2 separate regions of the Hordeum vulgare genome follow, and region 2 is linked to region 1. Evidence: chromatin contacts called from public Hi-C data. All regions are on one chromosome and are shown on one strand. Each heading gives the region's core, a stretch centred on a gene start, on an enhancer-like site or on the middle of the called end of the contact. The rest is flanking DNA. Distances are from core to core; before and after follow the strand shown. Region 1 holds the start of LOC123425342 (exportin-T). Region 2 holds the start of LOC123425703 (probable GTP diphosphokinase RSH3, chloroplastic).

Evidence for each region. A called contact is a pair of places that touch in the nucleus more often than the background predicts.
Region 2: a contact with region 1 is called in a Hi-C map of leaf, with 3 times the contacts expected there. The contact joins the promoter of LOC123425703 here to the promoter of LOC123425342 in region 1. A contact is called at or near these places in 5 of 6 Hi-C or Micro-C datasets (leaf and seedling) and 1 of 1 datasets of contacts at active chromatin or transcription factors (embryo).

The regions. Positions count from the first base shown.
Region 1 is chr2H:102,275,251-102,281,065 of MorexV3_pseudomolecules_assembly, forward strand. LOC123425342 (exportin-T) reads right to left here and starts at 2,098. Exons shown (of 15, transcript XM_045109025.1): 1 at 370-2,098; 2 at 192-287; 3 at 1-90. The coding sequence starts at 2,061.
Region 2 is chr2H:102,493,714-102,499,605 of MorexV3_pseudomolecules_assembly, forward strand. LOC123425703 (probable GTP diphosphokinase RSH3, chloroplastic) reads left to right here and starts at 1,274. Exons shown (of 6, transcript XM_045109416.1): 1 at 1,274-1,654; 2 at 1,750-1,935; 3 at 2,822-3,282; 4 at 3,501-3,659; 5 at 3,744-4,098; 6 at 4,209-4,690. The coding sequence starts at 1,274. The coding sequence ends at 4,445. TRNAS-GCU (a tRNA gene) reads right to left here and starts at 5,231; the gene lies at 5,150-5,231.

The DNA of each region.
Region 1 (5,815 bases), core at 848-3,347:
CTGATGACAGAGAGGATGCAGCAAAGCTGTCAAGCACTGAACCTGCTTCTCTGGTGATACCTCTTCAATACCAATCAACAACCCAACAGCCTGAAATAAGAAAATATGCCATTGGTCCAAGTTCCCAATTAAAGAACATAAACAGCTAGGTGCAAGCCAAGTTAGGCTATAAAGACAGATGGACAGGGCACCTCAAAAATTTGGCTCCCATCCTCTGAGCTGGAGAGCTTTGCCTCTTTATTTGCCCAGTCCATAGAAGTGAATTGTCCTAGGACATCTTCCAAGCTCTAACTCACAAAGAAAACAGCCTCAGATCTAGCACAATAAACTAGATGGTGTGTACATCTAAAAAGACGAACAAGGAAATACCTGCAAAATGGTATCCAAGTAAGGCACTAGCTTTGCCTTCAACAACTTGACAGCTTTCATGAACAAGTATCCCGCACGGCGGCTCACATGGGAATTCTGATGGTGTATGCCACGCTCGTCCAAGAACGCGGCAAGAAGGTGTGGCACATACTGTACATTCTCTTGCATGAACTTGATGTAGCGTGTAACTGTCTCAAGATACACCAATGCAACTAAGCGGTGTGAGTGGCACGAGAATCTCGCAGAAAGGAGCATGGGCACAAGCTCCCCGAGCAGCCCAGATCCAGTACGGATCTCTTCCTCACTGACTGCTTCCCCGAGCCGGTACAACAGAGTAAGAGTGACCTCAACATCCTCGACGGTAGCTTCTGCAGATTGGAGCGCTGACACAATCAACCCCTTTATGAACTGCTGCGTGGCAGCTGGCGCTACCCGACAAATGTTCCGGAACAATGCCACTAAATCCTTCCGTTGCTCCGACATCATGTCCTCCTCCTCCTTCCCGATCTTGTCGAGCACATCAAGATGCCCCCTGTAAACTGGATCATACGTCATTTGCTGCCGCACCACCTCTAAGATCCGTCCCAAGTGCCCCAGCTGCTTCTCAGATGGGGCCTTCATCGTACTGACATAGCCAGCTAAGAACTCGAGCACGGAACCAGAATCAACATCCTCCTCATAGCAGCTCTCTGCCGCCGAAAATACAGCCGGTAGCACCTCTTCGAGCATTTCCAAAGCCGCGGCTCCATCGGAGTCGCTAGGGCCAAGCTTGCGATAACACGCAAGAGCCTCCACGGCATAAGTAGTCACCAAAGATGCCATCTTTAACCCACTGTCTGGGCTACCAAGCCCCTGCTGTGCAGAGAGGAGTGACCTGAGCAACGCCACCTTGGCCCTTGCATCCATCCTCTTTGCAGCCACTGCAGAGAGACACCCCACCGCCGCTGCAGCAAGAGGGGCAGCACTTGCAGGGGACAGGGCAATGTCAAACAGAAGAGGAACAAAGACATCATTGGCGACCAGCGCAACATCGATCCAGGAGATGCACCTGCGCGCCGCATCAAGGGCTACGGCGGCAGTGGGAGGGTCGACCGCACCAAGAGTGGCGGCAGCGTCGTGCCAGTGGCGGGCGATCTGGGGCACGCACTGCGCTCGCATGGCGTCCTTGACCCTGCAGGCGTCGGCGGTCTCGTCGGCGTTGCGAGGGTAGTCCTGGGAGAGCAGGTCATCGTCGAGGGAGATGAGGACGCGGGCGAACATGTCGGTGGGGCCCGGCTGCGGCGGCGAGGGCGGGAGGAGGTCGAGGAAGTAGGAGGGGTAGACATGCGGGTAATCGAGGCGGACGAGGAGGGCGACGAGCTGGGCGAGCTTGTTGCGGAGGAAGGGCGGGGAGGCGGCGTTGGAGGCGGAGGCGAGGGAGAGGAGGGAGGAGCGGAGGAGGGCGAGGTCGTCGGGGAGGGCGATGCGGCGGCGGATGAGCGCGTCGTGGAGGGACTGGAGGCACCAGAAGTGGACGTGCGCGTGGGGCGAGGAGGCGAGGCCGGAGAGGCAGAGGCGGAGGAGCGAGGAGGGCGGGGACTCGTCGCGGGCGCGGGCGCAGAAGGCGAGCGCCTCCTCGCGGACGGCCGGGGAGGCGGAGGCCGCGGCGGGGGAGTCGGAGGCGAGCAGGATGGCCTGCTCGAGGTCGTCCATGGAGGCGCGGAGGAATCTGGGTGGAGGGGGCGGAGACGGGGGGAAAGAGAGGGGGGCGGAGGCGGAGGTGGGGGGTTAATATAACGGCGCAAGGGGGGACGACGGGAGGGTTTGCTTTGCTCCTTCCTTCCTTCCTTCCTTCCTTGTTTCGGAGTTGTGAGACGGGCGTGGGTGGTTTTTCTTCTCCCTGTTTTTGGGTTTCCCTGCCGGATTTATGGGTTTATGGGCTGCTTTTGGGTTTAGTCGTTGTGGGGGGTTTTGGTTTCTCTTTCATTTTTTTCCTTTATTTCTAGATTGATGTTTTATGTTTAAAATTTTATTTTATTTTTAAGAACATCTTCAATGGCCTTTGTATATTTGATTGCTAAAAATTTGTTATAGCAAAAAGAGAGAGAAGGTTTACAAAGCTAACATGTTTTTTTTCTTTGGTAGCCTTTGTATATATTGAATTGCTATATTTGCACAAAACACACAATGACATGTGGGGATAGTTTGTCATAGACACACGTACACATGCAGCACACGCACGCACGTACACGTACACAAAAAACACGTGCACATGCAGCACACAAGCGTACACGTACACAAAGAAATACGTACACGTACACACACGCACACATGCACGCAACGTACGACAGCATACACACACTGATACACGGACCCACCTGTCATTGAGACAAAGTGAGGCTTTAGGAGACTTGATAAAAAAAATATAAAGTGGCCTTTGGCTTGGCAAATATGCAAAGTGTGGGTACAAATATAGCAAGTTTTGTAAAAATAATTGGTGGAGGACCACTTACACAAAGGCTATTGAAGAAGGTTTTTTGACAAAGATTTGTAAAATAGCAAGTGAGTGCAAATATACAAAGACTGTTGGAGATGTTTTAATATGACGCATTGGAGACATCATGTGGAATGTGTATTTTTAGAGTATTCATGATGTATTGTAGGTACATATAAGTGGTTTCCTTCTATGAGTTTATTTGTTGGTACCCGTTTCATGTGGCATGTTTCTTCTTTCCTAGTCATTTGGTGTCTCACATGAGTGTTAAAATAAATCAATAGGCTTCCTCAAAAGAAATCAATAGGAGTGTCCCTTACACAAGCATTCATTAACACGTAACGGTTCTAGCATAACATTTCTCTTGTCGGAATTTTTGATATGTGTCATGTAAAAAAATATTCTCTCAATAACCTCGTGTGCGACAATATTGCGGGTAGTCTTCGTGAAAGTCATTACGTTATGTCATAAGAAGGTCGTACTATTAATACTCGTGACTCTGAGAATCAATGCTCGACCGAATCTTAAAGACACTCCAGATCCGCGAGAGAAACCACCAAAAGGTTTGTCATATATGTTGTTGTCGTTTTGTGTGGGTAGCCCAGAAGTTATTGAGAGGCACTAATTGGAGTGAGTCTCGGGGTCAGTGATCTCACCGGAAATAAAGCTTCGAGACCAATCGAAACACTTCACGCCTAAAAGTCCATATGTATTCTAGACTCTAGAGGCCCCGGATGGGTCACACAAACAAGGTAACATGATCTTTTTTATGAAGGGGATATGTGCATGACTATTCTCCCAATGAGCTAGCATGTTGGTTATTATATATTCACCCCAAAGTTGTATTCTTTCATCTGAGAAATGGAATGGAGACACAACACTTCAAATTCTTCATTATGTGTATTACTCGTGGAGTTGTGGCGACTCATAAACAATTGGAATCGTTCGGGAGCTTCCAAGCTTGTGGATATTCCCTTGAGAAAGTGTGTGAAGGTTTAGGATCGCTTCAAGATCAACCATTGATGTCTGAGCTTAGACTTTGTGGACAATGCTCAAGAATAACAAGACTAGGCAGCAACAATGATAGCGACATTAACTTGGATATCAGGTGGAGAAAAGAATAATAACTTTATCAATGTTGCATCTCATTCGGGAGGAGTTTCGTCCGTCCGCATCTCATATGTTGTGTCAAGTCTTAGCGCGTTGTCACCCGAACAACCCCACAGGGTTTGATCGCTTGGTTGTAGCTTCTCCCATGGATTAGAGTTATGCATTAATGAGTGAAGGGAAGGCCGCATATCATCAAGAGGCATGCAACATGGGACTGGGAAAGCTTCATTACACGAGAGACGCATAGAGAAATTGGCACATTCTCGAGATGTGCTGATATGGGTAGGCTTTTGATGGGGAACGTCGCATGGGAAACAAAAATTTACCTACGCGCACGAAGACCTATCATGGTGATGTCCATCTACGAGAGGGGATTTCCGATCTACGTACCCTTGTAGATCATACAGCAGAAGCGTTAGTGAACGCGGTTGATGTAGTGGAACGTCCTCACGTCCCTCGATCCGCCCCGCGAACCCTCCCACGAACCGTCCCGCGATCCGTCCCACGATCCGCTCCGATCTAGTGCCGAACGGACGGCACCTCCGCGTTCAGCACACGTACAACTTGACGATGATCTCGGCCTTCTTGATCCAGCAAGAGAGACGGAGAGGTAGATGAGTTCTCCGACAGCGTGACGGCGCTCCGGAGGTTGGTGGTGATCTAATCTCAGTAGGGCTCCGCCCGAGCTCCGCAGAAACGCGATCTAGAGGTAAAACCATGGAGGTATGTGGTCGGGCTGCCATGGCAAAAGTTGTCTCAAATCAGCCCTAATACCTCAGTATATATAGGAGGGAGGGGGAGGGAAGAGGCAGCCTCAAACCCTCAAGGTTTGGCCGAAATTGGAGGTGGAGGAGTCCTACTCCAATCCTACTTGGAGTAGGATTCCACCTTCCCACTTGGAAACTCTTTCCACCTTGTGTTTTTTCCTTCTCAAACCTTATGGGCCTTAGTGGGAACTTATTCCAGCCCACTAGGGGCTGGTTTATCTCTTCCCATAGCCCATGAGACCCCTTGGGGCGTGACACCCCTCCTGATGGTCTCCGGCACCCCTCCCGGCACTCCCAGTACACTACCGATGAGCCCGAAACTTTTTCGGTAATGCACGAAAACCTTCCGGTAACCAAATGAGGTCATCCTATATATCAATCTTCGTTTCCGGACCATTCCGGAAACCCTCGTGATGTCCGTGATCTCATCCGGGACTCCGAACAACATTTGGTAACCAACCATATAACTCAAATACGCATAAAACAACGTCGAACCTTAAGTGTGCAGACCCTGCGGGTTCGAGAACTATGTAGACATGACCCGAGTGACTCCTCGGTCAATATCCAATAGCGGGACCGGATGCCCATATTGGATCCTACATATTCTACGAAGATCTTATCATTTGAACCTCAGTGCCAAGGATTCATATAATCCCGTATGTCATTCCCTTTGTCCTTCGGTATGTTACTTGCCCGAGATTCAATCGTCAGTATCCGCATACCTATTTCAATCTCGTTTACTGGCAAGTCTCTTTACTTGTTCCGTAATACAAGATCCCGCAACTTACACTAAGTCACATTGCTTGCAAGGCTTGTGTGTGATGTTGTATTACCGAGTGGGCCCCGAGATACCTCTCCGTCACACGGAGTGACAAATCCCAGTCTCGATCCATACTAACTCAACGAACACCTTCGGAGATACCTGTAGAGCATCTTTATAGTCACCCAGTTACGTTGTGACGTTTGATACACACAAAGCATTCCTCCGGTGTCAGTGAGTTATATGATCTCATGGTCATAGGAACAAATACTTGACACGCAGAAAACAGTAGCAACAAAATGACACGATCAACATGCTACGTCTATTAGTTTGGGT
Region 2 (5,892 bases), core at 24-2,523, 220 kb after region 1:
AGCCTGAGGTTGAGCCAACCGCCATCTACGATCCCAACGTGCCCATTCATAAACTGCTTCTGTCGAGCCGCACGTTCACTGCCGCCACCCGCCTAACGTGCCTCAACTGACCACCCCCGCCGCATGAACTCCTCCTTGACAGATCCTTCCCGCCGTTGCCGTTGCCACATGGGTTTTGCCTGATGACGCACTCAGGCGGTGGTGAGAGGGTTGAAGTCCATGGCACGTGTTAGGGCTTTAGAGTCACTTGTCCCGAGATGTAAGGACGAGTTAATCATGGTCAGGTAATTAGGTTCGGTGGAGCCCCAAAGCAAGAGTAAATGAATACTAGTTTGAACTATAAATATCACATCTTTAAAAAACATTACCTGTCTAATATACTACTCGCTATGTCCCACATCATAAGATGTTTTTTAAGCTAAAACAGCTTGCAAAAACATTATATATTAACTACGAGACGGAGGGAGTATATATTTTTAGATTGTCGCATGTGGTTTCCAAGGATTTTCATGGTAACATGGTTTCCATGGGCTTACTTGGTCATTCAAAAATTAGCATGCCAACCCACACGATAGTTTGGCAACTCGAGGGTGTAAAACATAAACGACCACCCATCCTCAACTCACCACCCATGCCGCATGAACTCCTCCTTGACAGATCCTTCCCGCCGTCGCCGTTGCCACATGATTTTTGCGTGACGACGCACTCAGGTGGTGGCGAGAGGGTTGAAGTCCATGGCACCTGTTAGGGCTTTAGAGTCGCTTGTCCTGAGATGTAAGGACGAGTTAATCATGGTTAGATAATTTGGTTGGATGGAGCTTCAAAGCAAGAGTAAATGAATACTACTCGCATCTTTAAAAATATTACGTGTCTAATATACTACTCGCTCTGCCCCACATCATAAGATGTTTTTGCAAGCTAAAACAGCTTGCAAAAATATTTTATATTAATTATAGGATGGAGGGAGTATATATATTTAGATTGTCGCATGTGGTTTCCAGGGTCTTCATGGTTTCCATGGGCTTACTTGGTCATTCAAAAATTAGCATGCCAACCCAAACGATAGTTTGGCAACTCGAGGGTGTAAAACATATAAACGACCACCCATCCTCCGACGGCGAGGCTACTATTCATAACCACGGCAGCACGCGCGAAGAGCCCAACGTCCCAACTAGAGCTCCCTTCCACGTCTCTTTCTCTCCACCTCCCCACTCCCTTCCCCTCTTCCCCGTCCCCCCCGCCGAACCCCAGCTCGCCAAGCCAACCAGCAGCCATGCCGGCGGCGGTCGCCCGCTCCGTCAAGTGCCGCCCCCACCATCGCCTCTCGGCGCCGCAGCCCCCCGCCGCGCTCGAGCTCCTCCCCCGCGGCGCCCAGGCCTCCGCCGGCGAGCTGCGGGCGACCCGGTGCCTGACCCCGCCATCCCTCTCCTTCGCGCGCGCCTCCGACCAAGGGGAGCCCCCCCGTGCTCCCTGCCGAAGCCCGCCGTCCGCGAGGCGGGCCCGCGCCGCCGTGGCGGGGCGCGAGGAAGCCGGCCCCGCCGCTTCCGCCGCCGCGGCCGCCCTGCTCGCCGGCGCGCAGTCGCGGCACGCCATCTTCCGCGAGGAGCTCGTGAGGAGGGCCTACTACGCGGCCGAGGCGGCCCACCGCGGCCAGGTGCCCCTCTCGCTCTCTGCCTGCTCATTGTTTCCGCGTGGCTTGTCGGGCGTCTGAACTGAAGTGACGGCCGGGCGTTTTGGTGGTTTCTGCAGGTGCGCGCGAGCGGCGACCCTTACCTGCAGCACTGCGTGGAGACGGCGGCGCTGCTCGCGGAGCTCGGCGCAGGGCCTCCGGTTATCGCGGCGGGGCTGCTGCACGACACGGTCGACGACGCGGGCCTGGATTACGGCTACATCTCCGAGCAATTCGGTGCCGGCGTTGCGGACCTCGTGAAGGGGGTGAGAATTCGGATCTCTCCACTCACTAACTGACATTAGGATGTGACGAGCAGGCTCACTGATATGTACTGTAACTATTTAGTAGAACTGTTTCTCTCTGTTAAAACTCACTTAGTGTGGTAGTATTATTTTCTGAAACGAACCGAAGTAAGGCGCCATTGCTGCTACACCGTTTCCACCATACTGGTAAAGGATAATGCAGCAATCCAGAGCTTCTTCACTGGTAGATTATTCGTACCGGCATACGCAGATAATTTTCTGAGCATGACTTAATCTGTGCCGGTGTCCAGGATCAGGCCATAGTTTTCTAGGAGAAGGATCAGGTCATAGTCACAACTGATTAGTTATATGGTTATGTCTCTGCGTGGGCCCCTCTTCTTTTATTTTCAGCTTTCTTGGTGTTGTCTTTTTCGTCATATCGAGAAGTGGATGTTGCTAGTTTGGCTACCTTGGTAAAATAATTTATTTACGATTGTGACTGACGGATCATGTTGTTACGTTATTGATAGAGCTTCTAGACCAAAAAAATAAATCTTATGTTTATCTAAGGTAGTATTAAGTTAACATCACCTCTGTATTAAATTAGGCAGTAGGCATCTCCTAGGATTGACTTGTGCCGTAGTATATTGTAGAATTTCTTCCCGGTTGTTTACCAGATCAAATCAGACACGCTTTTTGGTGATTTTGTGTTTGTGTTCTTTCGTGATATCACATTTATTATCTGGAACTTGGGAAAATGCCATCGTTTGTTCTGCAACGTGTTCTCCGTCATCTTAATCAATGTTACACCTGCTATATGTTAGGGCGCTTCACCATTTTTTACAACAAGGGTGGTTGGCCGCTTGAGGCCATTGTGGAATGACTAGCTGTGTTGAATATTTGACAGGTTTCTAACCTAAGCCATTTGAGCAAACTGGCTCGTAGAAATGATACAGCAAGCAGAATTGATGAAGCTGACAGATTACGTACGGTCTTCCTTGCGATGGAAGATGCGAGAGCAGTGCTTATCAAACTTGCTGATAGACTACACAATATGAGGACGTTGGACTCATTGCCCAAGATCAAACAGCAGTGCTTTGCAAAGGAAACACTGGAGATATTTGCTCCATTGGCGAATCAATTGGGCATCTTGAACTGGAAGGAGCAGCTTGAAAATCTGTGCTTCAAGCACCTTTATCCGGAGCAGTACGAGGAACTGTCATCCAACCTTCATCAGTTTTACAACAGAGATATGATTGCAGCTGCAATAAGGCGATTGGAACAGGCCCTTCAGGTGAGAGGACTATCCTATCGTTCCATATCAGGGAGGCACAAGAGCATATACAGCATTTACAGCAAGATGACAAGGTAAACCTGTGCATCATGTTTCCGTTATGGTGTCCTTACTAGATTTTTTTTTAAATACTTTGCCTTTCATTTTACTTGTGTTGTTAATGAAGTTAAATAAATCATTATCCATTTTAGATAATTCCTGCAATAACTTCAACATAGCCTTTGAAGCAACCTTGCTAGCCAGAGATACATATGCCACTAAACATGCTAACATGATTGCTTTTTTGTTACAGGAAAAAACTAGACATGGATGAAATCTATGATGTACATGGAGTGCGTGTGATACTTGAGAATAAAGCTGATTGCTTCACCACATTAGAAGTTGTCAATCATTTGTGGCCTAGAATTCCTGGGAAGTTTAAAGACTATGTCAGCAGCCCCAAATCTAATGGGTATGACCATGCAAAATATTGCCATACTACTATGCATAAAAAAATGGATGTCACCGTGCTAACTTAATGCTTCTTAACTTGTAGGTACCAATCGCTGCACACGGTTGTCCTCAGTGAAGAAACACTCCCATTAGAGATCCAAATTCGTACCGCGGACATGCACTTGCAGGCAGAGTTTGGAATCGCTGCACATTGGAGGTACAAGGAAGGCGTTCGGAACTGCTCTTCATGTCTGCCTGAAATGGTTGAATGGGTTAGATGTGTTGTTACATGGCAGTGTGAAACTCTTCACATAGATCACCCTTCGCCTCCTGGACTTGGTTCTTCCCCGAGGGCAACATGCACCTTCCCTTCTCACTCTGATGGCTGCCCTTTCTCCTATTCAAAACAATGTGACCACACTGGACCAATCCTAGTAATACTTCTGGAGAATGAAAAGGTTAAGAACCGTGATAATATTTTGCGCTAGTGCTTTCTGATTAACTAAAGTTGCAGTGTGTTAATTTAGAAGATCAGCAGAACTGAATTTGCTATGTTTGTTTTCTTCAGATGTCAGTGCAAGAGCTCCCACCAAATTCGAAAATACTGGACCTACTGAAGAGGGCTTCTAGCTACGACATGCAGTTGAGCCTACGGCTCAACAGCCATGCTGTGCACAACCTGAACCAGGAGCTGAAGATGGGCGACGTGCTGGAGCTGATTCCTTCAACTCCATGCAAATCTGGAGGCTACATGAGGGAGCTCAACCAAATGTCTGATCACCGTCTCGCGGTTTCGCAGTCTTGACAGCCGTAGGCCAGCAGATCTTTGTGAATACATATATGACAACGCAGCTAAACCCGTCTGAAGTTTAGGTGGCTACATTGACAGAATCATAACAGATAGTGTAGCATTTGGTGTATATTTGTTGATAAGTTTGTTCAAGTAGAGATAAAAAAAGTACCTTGTAAATATGTGGTACGGAGTTCGAGCTCAGGAAATTTCTTGGTTTTAGAACACATATCGAGAAAATAAAGCATGGTTTAGGATAAGTGATTTCAGTTCTCTATACTTGTTCATATATTGGCTATGAATTGCGATTTCAAGGGATTTTTTTTGCTGGGTGAGCTTAATTGCTTAAGATGCAAAATGAGAAGTGAAAAAGAAAAAGAGCAGAAAGGTGTGATAAGTGATTTGGAGCCCTCGTCTAATTCAGCCATTTGCTATGAAGTGTGAATTTGTTTTTTTTTTTGTTGCTCAGCGAGCTAGACAATGAAAAGCTGGAAGCTTTGCCGCTGATGATGCAAAATCACAAGTGAAAGGAAAAAAAAACATAAACAAAATACTGAATTTTGCTTTTTCTGAAAATATTCTGCTCAATGGAAATGTGTGCCCGGGGGACTTGGCAGTTTAAGATGTAGAAATGAAAAAGGGGGGACTTGGCAGTTTAAGATGTAGAAATGAAAAAGGGTGGACTTGGCAGTTTAAGATGTAGAAATGAAAAAGTATTACGACACCTGAGAGATTCGAACTCTCGCGGGGAAACCCCATGTACTTAGCAGGCACACGCCTTAACCACTCGGCCAAAGTGTCTTTGTTGTGCAGACTTGTGCAACCAAAGTATTGGTATTGCTTTCCTCGCTCACGAAGTGTCGCCTATGTCGTACAAATCAGCGCCCTATTGTTCTCACAAAGGAGAGACACATGTTTATATGTTGACTTTTTTTTGGCTTTTGGTGTTTGGTGGAAGAAGCAGAGAACAAGGTCAACTAAAATCATGCTAATAGAGAGAGGTGGAAGAGAGTGTATTTTATTGCTAAATCCAACCTTTTCAGTTTTAAAAGACTGGAAATAAATATGCAAGTACTTATAGATGTACATATACTAGATGTGTGTGAATTTTCATCACAAAATTGTGTTTTATGCGAAGCTATGGGAAAAACACACACTTTAATAGTAGCGAATAGTACATGTGCTAGAAATACGTGATTTTATCATTTCTGTGTAACTCGCGTAGAAAAGTATTTCGCCATCAAACTTTCCAGACAAGTAGTATGTGTGTATTTTTTAATCTTCAGAATTCGTTAAAACCTATAAGTTTTTCTTCTTCTTCAAATTAAGGGCTCCATGGAGCTCAAGCTGATGAGCTCCATTAGCAATTTCCAGAGGTGGAAGCAGTTGTTCAGGCGTTGTTCATGAATTGACCTTCATGTAGTCAAAAGTGGTAGGGCTATAGTTGAAACACTACCATTAC